Regions from separate parts of the Macaca mulatta genome. Here region 1 is linked to region 2. The links are chromatin contacts, called in public Hi-C maps. All regions are on one chromosome and are shown on one strand. The core of a region is the stretch at or near the end of the contact, and the rest is flanking DNA. Distances in the headings are between cores, read along the strand shown. Region 1 holds the start of CNNM3 (cyclin and CBS domain divalent metal cation transport mediator 3). Region 2 holds the start of KANSL3 (KAT8 regulatory NSL complex subunit 3).

Region 1 (6,506 bases), core at 550-3,049, 190 kb after region 2:
GAGTCAAGGCTGTCATCACAGGAGAGGGTCATGGCTGCTGGCAGACATATAGGACAGATGTGCTCAGCTGCCATGAGCATGAGTCCTGTGAAACAGACCCCACAGGGCCCTTGGCTTGTGAGTACTGGAAGGGCAGTGAGCTTCAGCAAATTGCCCCTCTTTCCTACCCATGGGACCAAAAGAAGCTGGATCCGAAAGTGTAATACTGTTTTATAACATGCAGCTGCCTCTTCGTCCACACTTACAGGCTGCTTGTGGTTTCAAAGTTGGAGTGCTCATCCCTTGAGGGACCTGAGTTCCGTCACTATACCCACTCGAAGTCGCAGCTCTGCAGGGGACTCCTGTGGTGCTGTATAGCTGCTGCAGGCCGGCTTGTGCGACTCAGTGTGCTGAGACCAGGGGCTCCAAGCATGCAAAGTTTAATGGAGTAGACAGACTGGGGGCATCTAGGTAGGCAACAAAGAGAAGAGGATATTCCAGATAAAAGGGGTACACAGGCAAACGTTTGTGTATAGGGCAAGATTTGTAAATTATCTTCATCCATCTGTTCCATATGTTTAAGCCCCTATCGCATGCCAGGTACTACCAACCCGTGTGAATTTAGTGAAGAACCTCCCCACCACCCCAAGGGGGACATTTGCTGTCTCCGTGACCTGGGACACGTCTCCTAAGTCTTGATGAGGCTCACCCCTTATTTCATTTAAGCCTCAGTTCAAATGCCATCTCCTTGAGAAGCCTTCCCTGATTAGCCCATCTCAATCAGCATCGCCCCAGCATCTGTCTCTTGATCTTGCCTTTTTCCCTCCATAGCACTTACTACCAGATATTAAAATATAGACGTTGGTATTGTCTATTGTCCTTGCACTAGAATCTATCCCCACAAGGGTAGGGACTTAATTTTATTCCCACTACAGTCCCGATACTAGAACAGTACCTGGTACATTGCAGGGACTCAGTGCAGGAAATACTCGTTGAATGAATAAGTGAATACATGTTACAATAGGGGATGTACTGGATGATGTGGGGAGAGCACATAGCTCGATTAACCTTGAACCAACCTAGTCAAGAAGGTCAAGGAAGATCACTCGGAGGGAGCAGCATATGAGCCAAGGCTTGAGAGATAAGCAGGAAGTAGCCAGGGGTTTAAAACTCAAGAATAAATATTTAGATATAACATGGAAATGTCTTGATCCAAAAGAACACTAAGGAAAATGGCCCAGGGAGGGCCAACAATGGTCTGAAGGTCAAGTGGCTATGTCTCCATTGATGCCAACCAGGGGTGGGGTAAAGAATGGCACAGCCACAGGAGAAGCTGGTGAAGGACTGTCGAGGCCTCTACTGCAAATGGAAAACCACTCCAGGAGCAGGTTTGCGTGCCCCATACTGGATTGTTTTGTATCTTTGTGTACTGACAATTTAAGTGACCACTTACGTTTTCCAAGTTTGATCCAATTTTCTTCTACCTGAAGCTTTACTCCCAGAAAGTTAGTTATAGGTTGGTGGTTTTCCAAGGAAGCCTGAGACAAGGAAAAAGTAACATGTCAAAGATGAGAGCTCTGTCTCTAAATCCATGGGGAGTTTCTCCTGGCTTTCCTCTGGAACCATTCTTTGTTAATGACTCTTCAGGCACATGACTCATTTCTTTTTCTTTTTTTTTTTTTTTTTTGAGATGGAGTCTCGCTCTGTTGCCCAGCCTGGAGTGCAGTGGCGCAATCTCGGCTCACTGCAAGCTCCGCCTCCCGGGTTTACGCCATTCTCCTGCCTCAGCCTCCCGAGTAGCTGGGACTACAGGCGCACGCCACCTCACCTGGCTAGTTTTTGTATTTTTTAGTAGAGACGTGTTAGCCAGGATGGTCTCGATCTCCTGACCTCGTGATCCACCCGTCTCGGCCTCCCAAAGTGCTGGGATTACAGGCTTGAGCCACCGCGCCCGGCCAACATGACTCATTTCAAGCATGTCATCCATTCTCTTTCAATGTCAGTATTTTATCTTGACTTGGAGACAGAAGTGAGAACTAAAGGAGCTGAATCTATTGTAATGTTTGCACTTTTGTTTTTTCTTCAGAAGCATGATGATGATCCAGTGGAAAGGCCCAGTAACGTCTGTATTGCTTCTGCTGGCGGCTTTACTCTGTAATCTGCAAAAGTAAGGTAAACTCAAAGGGCACAGACCATCATCTGGATAATGAAAACTGGAGCACACAGAGATGCCCCACTGGCCTGGTCACAGCTCTGGGTTTACAATGCAGAAGAGACACTATTACCATCTTCTAAAAATACACTATTATCTTTTTTTTTTTTTTGAGACGGAGTCTTGCTCTGTCGCCCAGGCTGGAGTGCAGTGGCACGATCTTGGCTCACCACAACCTCTGCCTCCTGGGTTCATGCCATTCTCCTGCCTCAGCCTCCCGAGTAGCTGGGACTACAGGCTCCCGCCACCACGCCAGGCTACTTTTTGTATTTTTAGTAGAGACGGGGTTTCACCGTGTTAGCCAGGATGGTCTCGATCTCCTGACCTCGTGATCTGCCCGCCTCGGCCTCCCAAAGTGCTGAGATTACAGGCGTGAGCCACCGCACCCGGCCCACTAGTACCATCTTTTAAAAAGTTTTTTACAAAGTCTTTTCCTTTGGCCATTCACCACCAGCTTACTTAATTTTTTTTTTGTTTTGCACATTACTTTCCACACAAGTTTTACTTTGTGGCCACAATGTGCATACTTTATTTGAATGTTACTTTCATGACATAGCAAATTGTTTCTATAGTTTTTATAAAGGTCATTTAAAATGACATGCGCAGTAAGTCAAAGTCTTCCTGTGCTAGGAAATTTGAAAAAACAAAAGTGTAGAGAAAAATACAAAAATTACTGAATCTGAACATCTACAGAGAAGTGTTAGCATCTGGTCTGTTTCCTTCCAATCACAGACAGATCATATCTAATGGGTAAAGAACCTTCCATACTGTCAACAGACCACACTGTCTTCTAAAATCAATTCACCAGTGCGGATCCTCTGGAATAGATCTTGTGAGTCCAGAGGTGGTACTTTCCTCCCAGCGGCGAGCTATGAGAAGTGGAATCACCAGAGGTAGTCATTCCGTAGACAGAACTGCCGCCTCCCTGCGTGGCTGCGATGCTGACCTGGGTGGCAGGCCGGGGGCGCCGGAACCCAGCACGCACACTAAGTCGGTCCGAGCTCCGCTCTGCTCCTGTAAGATACTAACAACCTGAGGTAGCTGTCCAGACTCAAGGCGGTAGTGATTTTGTGTGTCTGCGTGTTTATCGCGGGGTCCGCAGCGGGACCGCAGGGGCTGTGTCCGACGTCCCCAGACCTCCAGCAGGGTCCGGAGCGATGAACATCTTCCATCAACTTCACCTCCGGGCGCTCGGTCACTGGTTCTTACTTCAGCCCTCTTAGCCCCATAGGTCGGCGCGTCGAAAACCTTTCTGGCACCCGGTGGTCTTTCCTAAGAAAAAGGCACATCTCTCGCACATTTAACTCTCCGTCCGGTCTTTAACTTCAGGCGCGCCAGGACCCGAGGTTCTTCCGAGCGGCAGCTCCGCTCCCGAGCCGGGCACTTCCCAGAGCATTGGCGCGGCCTCCGGGCGCGCGGGACAGCCTCGGGAGGACGGGACTCCGGGCGCCGCGCGCGGGCCGAGGACAGCCGGGCTGAGGAGGCCCTGCCCGCCGCCCCGCGTTCTCCCGGCCACGGCCACCCCGCGCATCCGGAGCTGCCGCAGACCCGGCCGGGCCCAGAGCCCCACGCCCCCGGCCCGCCCCTAGCGGCCGCTTGTTTACTCCCCGGCGCAGCCTAGTCCGACCCTGGGGCCCGCCCCTGCCCACCGCCTATTGGCCGAGGAAGCGCGAAGACCGGCAACGATTGGCCCGGGGAGGCGCGGGGCGAGCGGGGTAGGCTGCGCGAGAGGCCGAGAGGGGGCGGCAGGCGATGGCGGCGGCGGCAGCGGCGGCGGGTGTGTTAGGCTGGTTGTTGGCCGCGCTCTGCTTGGGCAACGCCGCGGGGGACGCCGCGCCGGGCCCGCGAGTGCTGGGCTTCTGTCTGGAGGAGGATGGAGCGGCGGGCGCGGGGTGGGTACGCGGAGGGGCGGCGCGGGACACGCCGGACGCCACCTTCCTCCTGCGCCTCTTCGGCCCGGGCTTCGCCAACAGCTCTTGGTCCTGGGTGGCCCCCGAGGGGGCGGGCTGCCGGGAGGAGGCGGCCGCCCCCGCGGGCGAGTGGCGCGCGCTGCTGCGCTTGCGCCTGCGGGCCGAGGCCGTGCGCCCGCACTCGGCGCTGCTGGCGGTGCGCGTGGAGCCGGGTGGCGGGGCGGCCGAGGAGGCGGCGCCTCCCTGGGCTCTGGGCCTGGGGGCGGCCGGGCTGCTGGCGCTGGCAGCGTTGGCGCGCGGCCTGCAGCTGAGCGCGCTGGCGCTGGCGCCGGCGGAGGTGCAGGTGCTGCGCGAGAGCGGCTCGGAGGCGGAGCGTGCGGCGGCGCGGCGTTTGGAGCCCGCGCGGCGCTGGGCCGGCTGCGCCTTGGGCGCGCTGCTGCTGCTGGCCAGCCTGGCGCAGGCGGCGCTGGCGGTGCTGCTGTACCGCGCGGCCGGCCAGCGTGCGGTGCCTGCTGTGCTGGGCAGCGCGGGGCTCGTGTTCCTGGTGGGCGAGGTGGTGCCGGCCGCCGTGAGCGGTCGCTGGACGCTGGTGCTGGCGCCGCGCGCGCTCGGCCTCAGCCGCCTGGCCGTCCTGCTCACTCTGCCCGTGGCGCTGCCCGTGGGGCAGCTGCTGGAGCTGGCAGCGCGGCCCGGGCGGCTGCGGGAACGGGTGCTGGAGCTGGCGCGCGGCGGCGGCGACCCCTACAGCGATCTCAGCAAGGGCGTGCTGCGCTGCCGGACCGTGGAGGACGTGCTCACGCCCCTCGAAGACTGCTTCATGCTGGACGCCAGCACCGTGCTGGACTTCGGCGTCCTGGCCAGCATCATGCAGAGCGGCCACACGCGCATCCCCGTGTACGAGGAGGAGCGCTCCAACATCGTGGACATGCTCTACCTCAAGGACTTGGCCTTCGTGGATCCTGAAGACTGCACGCCGCTCAGCACCATCACTCGTTTCTACAACCATCCGCTCCACTTCGTCTTCAACGACACCAAGCTGGACGCTGTCCTGGAGGAGTTCAAGCGAGGTAACATCCCGGGCATGGTGCAGGGGACGCCTGTGCCAGTGCCCTCTCCCTGAAAAGGGATGGAGAGTTATGAAAGCCTTCAGGAAAGGGTCCCACCCCCGTGGCGTGCGGTGAGACTTCTAAGGTCCCTTTTCAAGACGGTATTGGCCTTGCAGGTTGGAATCACCTTTTGAAATACTTAAAGGCCATCCATCAGAGTGGGAGAAATCCTTTAGACAGCGAACACTTTAACCCCCGCGTCAGGATGGCACCCCTATACATATCCTATTTGCAGGGAGGGGTATGTCCGCTTGGCTCTAATCCCCCAGCTCTTCCCCTTTCCCAGAGCGTTTCTGTGTGCTTGTCTTTGTAGCAGGTCCAAATGTTTGGCTAGAAACTAGAAGAACACAGAGAAGAGGGTAGTCTCCAGGTATCTGGGACGTTGTGGCCCGCACACATGTAATATCAAATTGACTGAACGTGTGATGTTTCCTTCAGAGCGTTCTTAAGGTCTCTGGCTTTACTGCAGATAAGGGTATTTAGGTGTCAATCTCTTATCTGCAGTAAAGCCAGGGAAACTTACACTTTGCTTCCCCCAAAAGTAACTCCACGGATGCTGACTTAGTCTCCCTTTCTCTCGGCTCTGTCGCCCAGGCTGGAGTGCAGTGGCGCGTTCTCGGTTCACTGCAACCTTCGCTTCCCAGGTTCAAGCAATTCTCCTGCCTCAGCCTTCCGGGTAGCTGGGACTACAGGTGCACGCCACCATGCCTGGCTAATTTTTGTATTTTTAGTAGAGACGGGGTTTCACCACGTTGGCCAGGCTGGTCTTGAACTCCTAACCAGGTAATCCACTTGCCTCACTCTCCCAAAGTGCTGGGATTGCAGGCGTGAGCCACTGTACCTGGCCTTTTTTTTTTGTTTGTTTTTGCTTTTTAATCTCCTGTATTTAAAAAATTTTATATAGAGACAGGGTGTCACTATTTTGCCCAGTCTGGTCTCAAACTCCTGGCCTCAAGTGATCCTCCCACCTTAGCCTCCCAAAGTGTTGGGATTACAGGCGTGAGCCACTGCACCCAGCCTAACCTACACTTTTCTATCTGTAAGGTTTCAAGTTCTCCCTTCACTCCACATTTTCATCCCTCCTTTCACTCTGTTTTATCTAAGCAGTTTGGAGATTGAAGGTAAAACCAATACTCCCCAGATGTGAAGGTGTGGTTTCCTCTGTAGTCCTCCCCAGCATCATCCTTAGGGGTGCTCCCCAGAGTTTGGTGCTCACACCTTGGCCAACAGCCATGCTTCTCACACCTGCACTCCTGTAGGGTGAGGGTGGGGGCACCCCAGGGTGGTGGATGGGCTTGA
Region 2 (6,662 bases), core at 1,265-3,764:
CGGTGGCTCACGCCTGTAATCCCAGCACTTTGGGAGGCCGAGACGGGCGGATCACGAGGTCAGGAGATCGAGACTATCCTGGCTAATACGGTGAAACCCCATCTCTACTAAAAAACACAAAAAAACTAGCCAGGCGAGGTGGCGGGCGCCTGTAGTCCCAGCTACTCAGGAGGCTGAGGCAGGAGAATGGCGTAAACCCGGGAGGCGGAGCTTCCAGTGAGCTGAGATCCGGCCACTGCACTCCAGCCTGGGCAACAGAGCGAGGCTCCGTCTCAAAAAAAAAAAAAAAAAAAAAAAAAAAACAGAAAAAACTCTTCTCCAAAAGTCCTCCTTTGATCACCATAACAGAATATATCAACACATCTTGAAACATAATTAGAGTGCCTTAAAGTGCGAAAGAATTGGCAAACAGGTTTATTTAGACCAAATGTAACTGTATCACACATCAGGTAGTCAATTTATGAAACTTCCTTACCCTATAACATAGGCTGGGTGAAAATACCATTAGACATAAGAAGGGTTTAGATTAACCCATGGATAGCAGCTCTGTAACAAGGGAAGAGAAAAAGCAATGTCTTGGGAACTGGCTTCTAACCTTCCTGTGTGAAGCCAAGAAAAGCAAAATGCATTACTATAAAAAGGCTATTGTTGCCACTGTCAAGCAACCCAGAGCACTGGACTAATGTGATAAGGAGTCGTATCCTGTGTGGTAATGTTTTAAAATCAACTTTTCAGTCTTTTTCTTCACCAGTTAAATAACCCTCTGCGATTTTCCCCTTTCCACACATCCTATTATCTAAGTGGAATAGGTCGTCTGCTTTTCATTTCCATGTCTTGCTTTCCTAATTCTTGTTAGCTGTCTCATACAGATATCCACATTCAAGCCTGCTATCCTTATGCTGCTTAAGAGATGCCTGAATTTAACATCCAAACGCCTCATACAATCTCCCCCAGTCAATCCTGAGAAAATCCTCTCTAAATTCCCATCTGATCACTGCCCAGTGATGGCAGCAGCAGCCCTCAGAAGCCCAAACTCACATGGTACTTTCGTGCTGCCGCCGGGGAGTGACAAAGAGCATGCGGGTGGGGCGGGCACTACTGGCATCTGGGTGGGCACTCCAAGGCTTGGCATAGCTATGATCCAGAAAAACCAGGTCCAGCTCCCGTTCGTGCACTGAAAGCTGGAAGAGCAGCGAGGTGCCCATGCGTCGAGCTGAAGTCTGGAAGTCCCTCTCCCCACCCCGGTGGGCCATGTCAGTGGAGGGGCAGAAAGTCAGAGCAAGGGTATCTGCATGCTAGTCACCTGCAGTGAGAAGTTTCAGTTTAGGTCAATTCCAATATTCTGAATTTCTCCCAATCTACACCATCGAACATGCTTACTTTTGTAACCTACTATCATTCCTGTTGAGTATCCATTTCACAGCAGACCTCTGGTGGGGAGGGTTCGTGGAATCCCACACCAACACCAAAAAAAAAGGAAAAAAAAAAAAAGAAAAACGAGGTGCCATGAGTTGTCCCATACTCAACCTCTAGCGAACTGAAATTCGCTAACGGGAGAGCTCACCGACCCCGAGGTTCAGAAAGACCTGGCGTGGACAGACACTACACCTGCTTGGCCAGCACAACTTCCTAGGTGGGCAGGAAGAGTTCTGGCAAACGGGAAATCACAAACGTGAGTTTGTCGAAAGCTAAGGTTCTCTGTCGCTTCACATCATCCTCTACCGACGATGCCAACCGAGCCCGGTCCGCAGCAGGAGCGTGGGCACCGCTAAAGGGCAGGGCAACGCGGGCCTCAAAAAAGCGAATCCCAGCTAGGGCTCCATGTCCTTCGAGTCCCTCGTACCGCGTGAAACAAAAGTTCTGTCGGTACTTCGTAATATTCCAGAGTTTATACGAAAAGGAGAGCTCCCCCCACAAAGCCTGTGACAAAATGGTCCCCGTGGAAGCCCTTTCGCCCGCACCCCCGGCGAGGCGTCCCCAGCAAACCGCCCCGGACCCCGGCGGCCCCGCAGGCGTTCCTGCCACTGAGCCTCCATCGAGGAGACAGGGCCATGACTCGCATTTTACAGACGAGGTCGCCAGCTCGGGGAACTGAAGCGACTTGGCCAAGGTCATGCAGAGTTCGCGACGAGGAGGAGCCTCCTGGCCCCCGCCCGCCGCCCGCCGCCGCCCGCCGCCGCCCGCCGCCTCCCGCCTCCCGCTCCCTGGGGCACGGCTCGGCGTCCGCGTCACCGAGGCCCAGACGCGGCCCCCGCCCGCCCCCGGCCCAACCCGCCCGACCAGCCCCGGCAGCCGGCCCTAGCCCGGGCCCCCGCACGCCCCGAGAGCCCTGAAGCCCTCGCCGAGACCCCCGGCCGTCCCAACCAGGGCCGCGAACCCCACGGCCCGCCACTCCCCTCGAAGCCAACGCAGCTCTCACCCGCGCTCTTACGGCCGCGCGCTCGGCCCGGGCCAGATCCCTCAGCGCGTGCGCGTCAACGCCTCCACGCCCCGGCGCTGCGGGCACCGAGTAAAACGCGGAAGAGGCTCACGGCCTGGGAAGGGAGAGGCGGTGAGCGGCAAAGCCCGGAACGGATAAAGCCCCGGCGCCTCAGTCCGGAAGAGGAGCGCCGAGAGCGCGAGAGCGTGTCCGAAGCAGAAAGTCAGCACCTGGGCTGGAGTGTCCCCCTCGCGCATTTTCAGTAGGGAAAGCGAGGGCGGAGGACGAGGCTGGCTTCTACGGCCCCAGTTCTCGCCACCCCCATCGTGTTGGTCCTTTGTGCCCTCTGGGCGGTCGAGCACCCAACTGTCCACCTCCACCAGGGCAGTCCCCTGAATTTCCTCATTAAGAATGTACCTGTGTGGCTCACGCCTGTAATCCCAGCGCTTTGGGAGGCCTAGGCGGGAGGATCTCTTGAGCTCAGGAATTTGAGATGAGCCTGGCCAATATGATGAGACCTCTGTATCTACAAAAAATTTTAGAAATTAGGCATGTGTGATAGTGATGTATGCCTGTAGTCCCAGCTACTCGGGAGGCTGAGGTGGGAGGATCACTTGAGTCTAGGAGGTCCAGGCTGCCATGAGCCATGGTCGCGCCACGGAACTCCAGCCTGGACGACGGAGTGAGACCATGTCTCAAAAAAAAAATAGAATTTTGTTACTGACCCTAGATCGCTTTGTGTGGTTAACTTTCCTATGTGTTTTTGTGTAGAGACAGTAGATCCTCAAAGTCAGGGAAATTAACCTTTGTATCCTCCAGAGAACATAGAGCCCAGGACATAGGTAATTGTTCAAATGATGACTGATCAATAATTGGTTATTTGGTTGACTGACTGAGAGAGCAAGAGTCATGGTTCAAGATGATAAATCTCACCCGGGAGCTGTGGCTCATGCCTATCATCCCAGCACGTTGGGAGGCCCAGGTGGGAGGATCGCTTGAGACCAAGAGTTCAAGACCAGCCTGCACAGAACAGTCAGACTTCGTTTCTATTTTTTTAAAAAAATTAATTAATTAAATTTTTAAAAATGGCCAGGTGTGGTGGCTCACACCTGTAATCCCAGCACTTTGGGAGGCTGAGGCGGATGGATCACAAGTTCAGGAGTTCAAGACCAGCCTGGCCAAAATGGCGAAACCCTGTCTCTACTAAAAATGCAAAAATTAGCCACGTGTGGTGGCCCATGCCTGTAATCCCAGCTACTCGGGAGGCTGAGGTAGGAGAATCACTTAAACCCGGGAGGCAGAGATCGGTGAGCCGAGATCGCCGAGCCGAGATTCATTCTTTGCCAATTTAAGAGGTGATAAATGGTATCTTATCCCGTTTCTTGGCTTATTAATGAGTTTGATTTTTTGTTTTGTTTTGTTTTGTTGTTGTTGTTGTTGAGACGGGGTCTCTCTCTGTCGGCCAGGCTGGAGTGCAGTGGCGTGATCTCGGCTCACTGCAACCTCCGCCTCCAGGGTTCAAGCGATTCTCCTGCCTCAGCCTCCCGAGTAGCTGAGACTACAGGCGTGTGCCACCACGCCCGGATAATTTTTTTGTATTTTTAGGAGAGACAGGGTTTCACTGTGTTAGCCAGGATGGTCTCCATCTCCTGACCTCGTGATCCACCCACCTCGGCCTCCTAAAGTGCTGGGATTACAGGCATGAGCCACTGCTCCCAGCTTTTAGATATTCATTAGTTTTCCTTCTAACTATTAAATAAGATGTAATTTATACAACGTTCAACCCTAAAACCTAAAAAACCTTGCTGTGGAGAATAACAGTAAATGCCCCAGCTCCACCTTAATGCTCAGAGGCTCTGACAGCCATAAAGACAGCCACTTCAAAACTGCATGGGCTTCCTCGACCTTCCATAGGAGCTCATTCATTCAAAAGCTAATTTCCTTTTGTCAAAGAGGGTCTCATATGTAAACTTAGGTTTTTCTTAGTAAAAAGGAGGCTTCCACGTTAAGAAGAACTTTCGCTGAGACCTCACAGAAATAGTCCTTGATTTTCCTATCCCTTTTCTCAGGTCGCTTCACTGTTTTCTTATTTTCTCATCTAAATTGTGTGACTTTGGCAATGATTCACTCCAGACAACTTGCTTGTACAAGGAGAAAACATCAACCTTACGTCTGACCTTGAAATCAAAAGGACAGCAAGGAGGGCAGGTGTGGGGTGGGAAAAAAAAAAAAAAAGGGCCAGACTTGGTGGCTCACGCCTGTAATCCCAGCAGTATGGGAGGCCGGGGCGGGCAGATCACCTGAGTTCGAGAATTCCAGACCAACCTGACCAACATAGAGAAACCCCATCTCTACTAAAATTACAAAATTAGCTGGGTGTGGTGGCGCATGCGTGTAGTCCCAGCCACTCGGGAGGCTGAGGCAGGAGAATCGCTTGAACTCGGGAGGCAGAGGTTGTGGTGAGCTGAAATCGCACCATTGCACTCCAGCCTGGGCAACAAGAGCAAGACTCCATCTCAAAAAAAAAAAAAAAAAAAAAAAAAGCAGAATAGGAGAAAAGAGAAAAGAGGAGGTGAAAGCAGCCAGATGATTTTGTTTCTACAGGCCCAGTCACCTATACTGGGTGACACCCATACTGTTCCTCTTCCCCCCTCTTTCCCATTAATTCCTCACCAGAACCGAGAACCGCCCACCTTTGTGACATCCTCTCTGTTGCCAAGCAACAGACAGGAAGTGGGGCTCCACTCACCCCAGGATCCCTGGGAAGAGCCTCGGACTGAGGAGCTCCAAAAAGGAAGCTGTGGCACTGCGGAGGGAACGAGGGAAGAGAGTAGGTCTCCGAGATGCTGCGGCTTGTTGTGCAGTCGGCCAAGATTGACCCACCGCTAGCTCCACTACCCAGGCCCTGCATGTCCATCGACTTCAGAGGTGAGAGCCTCCTTGAGTCCACATGGGAGAGAGAAGCCCCCAGAGGCAACATGCATTCAGTGAAAAAAGAGGTGTAGGGCACCGTACTACGTAAAAGATGCCCTGTATAACACAAAGTGAAGTAGACATTGCCCAGCTCTCTCAAAACTTATTGCTGTCGTTTGATTATGACTTCTCTGCCTCCTACTTTTGCTAGGGAATGGATATGGAAAAAAGAGAGGACGAGTGCTTCTGGACCTTCTTCCATGACCTAGAGCTGCGCCGTAAACTAAGGCTTAAAGAGAAAGTCCCTGCTTCCTCAGATTGATATGGGGGTTTAAAAAGATAATATGTGTATAGCCCTTAGTATAACTTCTAGTAATAACTGCTTGATCATATTAGTTCCGTTTGCATGAGCTTTACAACTGACAAAGCGTTTTTTTTTTTTGTTTTTTTTTTGAGACAGACTGTCACTCTGTTACCCAGGCTAGAGTGCAGTGGTGTGATCTTGGCTCACTGCAACCTCTGCCTCCCAGGTTCAAGCAATTCCCCTGCCTCAGCCTCCGAAGTAGCTGGGACTACAAGCGCATGCCACCACACCCGGCTAATTATTGTCATTTTGGTGGACACGGGGTTTCACCATATTGGTCAGGCTGGTCTCGAACTCCTGACCTCAGGGATCCACCCACCTGGGCCTCCCAAAGTGCTGAGATTACAGGTGTGAGCCATGGCACCCAGCTGACAAAGCCTTTTCATATGTACAATGATGTCTGCTGCTCACAGCAATTCCAGAGGTAGATGAAGCAAATTTTATCATCTCCATTTTTTTTTTGTAGATGAAGCAAGTTTTACTATCTCCATTTTTTTTTTTTTTTTTTTTTTTTTTTTAGTTAAGAGAATAGAACCCCAAGAAGGAAGGGAAAGAAAAGGATGAAAGAATTTGTGAGAGAAAATGAGAGAGATGTTAGGTATATTTAGATATCAAAGATCTGGCAGCTAAAAGGAAAGAAAAGAATAAAGGGTGAAAGGATGGGGCATGGTGGCTCACGGTTGTAATCCCAGCACTTTGGGAGGCTGAGGTGGGCAGATCACTGGAGGTCAGGAGTTCGAGACAAGCCTGGTCAACACAGTGAAACCCCGTCTCTATTAAAATATAAAAACTAGCTGGGCGTGGTGGCAGGTGCCTGTAATCCCAGCTACTTGAGAGACTGAGGCGGAAGAATCGCTTGAACCTGGGAGGCGGAGGTTGCAGTGAGCCAAGATCACACCACTGCACTCCAGCCTGGCCAACAGATCAAGAAGTGCCATCTCGAAAGAAAGAAAGAAAAACGAAAAA

What was found. Hi-C and Micro-C count contacts between places; a contact is called where the count stands out from the background.
Region 1: a contact with region 2 is called in a Hi-C map of fetal cortex germinal zone, with 2.3 times the contacts expected there. The contact joins the promoter of CNNM3 here to the promoter of KANSL3 in region 2. A contact is called at or near these places in 2 of 14 Hi-C or Micro-C datasets (fetal cortex germinal zone and fetal cortical plate).

The regions. Positions count from the first base shown.
Region 1 is chr13:5,477,490-5,483,995 of T2T-MMU8v2.0, forward strand. It overlaps CNNM3 (cyclin and CBS domain divalent metal cation transport mediator 3), which reads left to right and starts at 1,800. Exons shown (of 9, transcript XR_013402587.1): 1 at 1,800-5,168.
Region 2 is chr13:5,291,662-5,298,323 of T2T-MMU8v2.0, forward strand. It overlaps KANSL3 (KAT8 regulatory NSL complex subunit 3), which reads right to left and starts at 2,515. Exons shown (of 21, transcript NM_001194121.2): 1 at 2,420-2,515; 2 at 1,039-1,303. It overlaps FER1L5 (fer-1 like family member 5), which reads left to right and starts at 5,163. Exons shown (of 52, transcript XM_028832154.2): 1 at 5,163-5,347. The coding sequence starts at 5,263.